Linked DNA regions of Xenopus laevis: region 2 is linked to region 1. A link is a contact called in public Hi-C data. All regions are on one chromosome and are shown on one strand. Each heading gives the region's core, a stretch centred on a gene start, on an enhancer-like site or on the middle of the called end of the contact. The rest is flanking DNA. Distances are from core to core; before and after follow the strand shown.

The links. Hi-C and Micro-C count contacts between places; a contact is called where the count stands out from the background.
Region 2: a contact with region 1 is called in a Hi-C map of the XTC cell line, with 2.8 times the contacts expected there. The contact joins the enhancer-like site here to the promoter of rab4b.L in region 1. A contact is called at or near these places in 2 of 4 Hi-C or Micro-C datasets (the XL177 cell line and the XTC cell line).

What each region holds. Positions count from the first base shown.
Region 1 is chr8L:70,120,399-70,123,098 of Xenopus_laevis_v10.1, forward strand. rab4b.L (RAB4B member RAS oncogene family L homeolog) reads left to right here and starts at 1,353. Exons shown (of 9, transcript NM_001093539.1): 1 at 1,353-1,437. The coding sequence starts at 1,422.
Region 2 is chr8L:70,160,624-70,163,323 of Xenopus_laevis_v10.1, forward strand. All of the region lies in intron 1 of egln2.L (egl-9 family hypoxia-inducible factor 2 L homeolog), which reads left to right. Among protein-coding and RNA genes, the nearest start is that of egln2.L, 8.8 kb to the left of the region's middle. Within about 2 kb of position 1,423, at least 1 of the 7 cell types and tissues checked has an H3K27ac peak or open chromatin away from gene starts, as enhancers often do.

The DNA of each region.
Region 1 (2,700 bases), core at 103-2,602:
ATCTTACAGTAGTCCCTCTAGAACTTGCCAGAATCTCCAGATTTACATTCATTTTAGAATAATGTCACACATGGCTTTTTCTCTGCCAGCAAAGAAAACAATTGTACGGCCCATGACCGGTTATAAGGTTTAGTGTAGTGATAGGCATGACTGAGATTCACCTGTCTTTGTGCCCATGGCATGGATTTTGGCCAGAAGAGGCACATGTGAAAGTAGTGGGCAATAAAAAGGGGGTTCTGACACCACATGGAGCAGCAGAACACTGAGGATTGGCCACAAGTCATTTTACCCCACAAATATTTACCAATCCAATATTACATTTAGATAACAGTACAAGGGAGTTATATGTACTACATGGGGAACTGCAGTCATGGCTCCCATGGTAGAGAAGATGGAAATGTACCATGCAAAGGACAATGTTTTATTTTATTGGGCCTTATTTTACTTGTTGGAAGGACCCAGTGGCAGCCAGGAGATCAGTGGGTTATCATTGGGGCTAACTTACGGGGCCCATTCATTACGGATATAGTTAATAAAATTGCTGATTGGTTACACTTTAGGACCTAATACCATTAAAGGAATTGTTCAGTGTGAAAATAAAAACTGTGTAAATAGACAGGCTGTGCAAAATAAAAAATGTTTCTCATATAGTTAGTTAGCCAAAAATGTAATGTATAAAGGCTGGAGTGACTGGATGTGTAACTTGTCAGTCAGAACCCAACTTCCTGCTTTTCAGCTCTCTTGGTTTACACTGGCTGGTTACCCTGGCTACCAGGCAGTAACCAATCAGAGACTTGAGGGGGGGCCACATGGATCATATCTGTTGCTTTTGAATCTGAGCTGAATGCTGAGGATCAATTACAAACTCACTGAACAGAAATGTACCATGTGGCCCCCCTTCAAGTCGCTGACTAACTCAGAGTTATAGAGCTGAAAAGCAGGAAGTTGGATACTGGCTGTTTTATTAGACATCTGTTCACTCCAGCCTTTATATATTACATTTTTGGCTAACTAACTATATTAGAAACATTTTTTATTTTGCACAGCCTATCTATTTACACAGTTTTTATTTTCACACTGAACTATTCCTTTAAGGCTACATTCACCTCTTCCATGATAACACATAAAACCGTTCGCTAGTTTTATAATAGTTTTGGAGTGGGCGTGCTATATCTTTACGCAGAGGGCGTCACTGCGTCACACGTTCACTACAGTTATGCAATATTAGGCTTCATGTTACGCGCTGCTTCAGGTTTCGACACATTACGTTCATTGCATCAGCACGCAAAGTTTGGGCAGAAGCTGTCCGTGAAGCTTTGGCGGCCATATTTTATTTCCCGAGGTTTCATTGAGGAAGGAGAAGAATCAGAGAGACCGGGCCCTGGGGCCGGTGGAGTAGGAGAGGGGCCTAAAAGAGAAACATGTCTGAGACATACGGTGAGGCGTTGAGTCTGTCTGTCTGTATAACGCTAGGGACGTGCGCTTACTCCGGGAGACAGTCCCACGGAGAGTGACAGGTGTTAGTGGAGTCTGTGAGAATGAGACTGCCTAGCGGTGTTTGCCTTAGGGCTGTGTGTTATAAAGGAGATCCATATGGCCGTGACAGTGTCTGTCACAGAGAGACTGAAGGCAGGAATGACTGACGCTTAGTTAATAAGGACTGACGTGAAAAGGTTGCCTACTAGTTATCGGTAGGATGGTCTCTTAAAAGCGATAACAGGACCCTGTCCCATGTAAGGCGGACACGAGAATGAATGCGGATATGTGGGCGGAGGGCTTCTGTGACAGAGCGTAGTTAGCTAACAATGGTGCTAGGATACATTGCTGCGCTAGGGCAGGGGCTGGATATGAGCCAGATTCATTGGCACGGTGTATGTGTACATTGCTAAGCCATGCGTGCTCTAATACAGCAAGCTAATCATTAACCAGTGTGTTCACTTATAGAGCCTGACAGCATGGCAGAGACTGGGCATGTACACTGGTTAGCTGGCTTACTGCTTTGGGTTGGTTGAGCCTGAAGGCGGCACTGCTTGAGAGCAGCTAGAAGCTACCTGTATTGGGAGGGATAGGCAGAGACTCACTAGCTGTTCCACAGTGGCATTGCTACAGCCTTTTGGCCTCCTGCTTCGATATGATCGCCACTGACCAACACGCTTCCTGCCAGTATATTCTGTTATTCTAAAACTTATTCGAAATAAAACTGGGGGGAGACGAACTGGAGTATTTATTTATATTGGAAACAAACATCACTGTTGATGATGCCCGTTGCAACAAATTTGAACAATCACCTACAAGTTAGAAAACCAAAGAAAAGATCTGATTGGTTTCTATGGGCAACATCAACGGTGATGTTTGTCTCAAGCGTTAATAAGAAAGGAAATTGCAATGGGAAAAGTGTAGCCGCTGGAATTCCTGCTAGGCCACGCCCCTTCAGAATAGACCACTTCCACATATGAATGCACCTGACTGGTTAAGACGGGTGTCCAACCTGCGGCTAGGGTTTCCACCTGGCCGGTATTTTTTTTTATGGCTGATCCCAATGTTATTAATAGGAAAAAAAGATAAATATATAGGAAGGACAGTATTTTTTTCCAGAAAAGGTGGCAACCCTACCTGCGGCCCAGGATGGATATGAATGCGGCCCAACTTCAACAATCGGTTCCAGAGGAAACGTCATGTCGCAAAGAATATGGCCCCCGG
Region 2 (2,700 bases), core at 173-2,672, 40 kb after region 1:
ACTTCCACTGGGGCTGGGGTGGGGACTGATGTGAATGATGTATGATCTCTGTAAAGCAGTTTCCTATTGTGGAAACTGCTGGCACTATAAAAGCAAAGGATAATAATAATAATAATCATGTGTGAGTGTGTTTACAATAAGCTAACGTGCCTAAACGTGGATAATGGGTGCTACAGTGGCTGTGCAGCCTCACTTCACTCCATTGGTTAACTCCATACTGGAATCCCAAACAAACACACAGCTGGGAAACCATGACAAAAATAAATAAAATGTTCTTGTGTTCTTCACTTGTCTTCCTGACTGAAGAAGCATTAACTCCTTGTTCTATTTGAAGTTGAGATCACAAACATTCATATGTGGGTGTGTATTCGGTACACGCTAGGGGCAGTTTATCACAGTAGGTATAAATCTGCAGTATACACCAAACTATATGCTAATGTAATTTCAGATTACAGTGTGGAAACTGAAAAAAATGCATTTTAGCATTGAAATCCACCCTGTCTGTACATTAACAGACCAATGCCATGCCTGTCAATGCAGAGTGATTTGGGGTGGAAGTAGTAGATTGATGTCGGAACAGTGCCGGTGAAACACCTCTGGTGACTTGGCCTGTATTTTTCATTGATTTGGCCACTAAAGGCCAGCTTGGGCCAGGACAGCCAGGCGCTGAATAAGAGTGTGCACGTTCAAATTGCAGCTCACACCCACACAGTTCCTCACAGCTGGCAATGCGAGTGAGTCGAAAGGGGACTGGACTAGAGGTAGGAAGCAGAGATGGTATGTGCCTGGCGCCCCCTCCTCCAGCTTTGTGCCCTAGGCACGTACCTATATCAGCCTACCCCTAGTTCCGGCCCTGCTAAAGGCTAATAGATAATTTGTGTTTTAGCAGTTGCTTATTTTATAGTGGCATAGTAATACATAAATGTTTGCCCTGTTGAATAATGAGCAAGCTTTACATCATTTGTTAGTATGTGCAGCATGTCCCGGTCCTTGGCATACAGGTAGTTAATTGTACTTAGATGTAAACGGTTAGGGGCCTATTTATTAAGCCTTAAATTATTCTGGTTTAGTTTTTTAAGTGAAAAACTTGGAGATTTATTATACCTCAAAGCTGCTAAAGGTTATGTAAAAGTGATCCACACTGGTTTTCTTCTGATAATCTGATAAATTCAAGTTGTTGCAGCGACAAGTTGATAAAGTCACAATTTTTTGAAGAAGAATTGATAAATTAGTTAAATTTGTGGATGGGCGTTAGGTCGTTAATAATAACATTAGATTAATTAGAATTTTAGTGAAACCCCCCCTATCTGTCAGTCACATGCTTTGTCCTAGGGAAGTATAGAATGCAGCTAGGCCTCCTACAGCAATTCTTTGCCCCAGCCCCATTCTGCCTGTATGTACAAGCAGCTGCTGGTGAGTCAGGAGGTCACAGGTTTGAATCCTGCCCTCTGACGTTTCCTTTATCTTTAGTGCTGTGGGTCCTGTAGTGTTGCGAAATCATGAATGAGGCTGCACTTTTCTGAGAAGAGAGTGCTTGGCAGTATGAAGGTTTCAGTTAAAATCACTTTTGCACATTTGCAGCTTTTGTATAAAAAAATGGTGTATAATGGTAGGTGCGAGAGTATGGGGAAACAGTGACAACAAATGCAGTATGTTTCCTATGTTTACTATACAAGCATGGCCTATAGCAGCGTGGGCAACCGCATCTGAGAAGTGATTCTGCGGCTCTTCCTTAGCTCAAATAGTTAGGTGATAAGGGAACAGTATTACTTGCTTAGCCTGTTTTCCCTTCTGTTGTTCAACTGCAACGTTCAACATCTGTCAACAACCAGAAACGCTAGGGGCATACTGGACGTTGTGGTATAGTCATATTTGAAGGGAGACTATCTCCTTTGCCCTGGGCCCCTACATAACTAAAGAATAATTCATGCATCAGCTATTCAGCTATATCCATACATGCAACAAAATGCTAAGTCATAAAACAGATGCCCCTACATAAGGATTTCTTTAATTCACCTGTAATTAATGTAACAGCTTTTTGCTTTTATGTTGCTATGGGATCATCAGTTATATAGCTACTCCCAAATTCTTTAGTTGCAATGTTGTCTCTTACTTTTATGGTGTTGTATCATTCCTCCCTTTCTTTTATGTAACCATTTCAGCTGCATCTGGGAATATAATTGGTTGGTGTTTTTTTAACCAGGTCACACGGGAAATTTTCCCCCATCCCACCAAGCAGATAAAAATAGCCCCCAATTGCGCAGGCGGGTATAGATTGCTTTTGTCCTCCCTCTCTGGCATTGCCATTTTAAGAGTGACTGACTGGAATGCTGTGGCCTTGCCTCCCGGTGATTAATCAGCAGGATATTGTGAGGTTTCCTAAAGCACTGACGCACATGGGGCCAGAGCTGGGAAAGATTAGATCAACTTCACTGTATACAAATGTGAAGGAGTGCGGGTATCATCTACGATTTCGTTATATATTTATATATATATATATATATATATATATATATATATATATATATATATATATATATATATATATATATATATATATATATATACACACACACACATATACACATATACACACATACTGGGTAAGAGAGGATCTAAAATGAGTCCAAAATTACTGGTAAAAAGCAACAGTGTGACCAAACAGTTAGTAGTGAGCTAATAATAATAACTGCTCTTGCC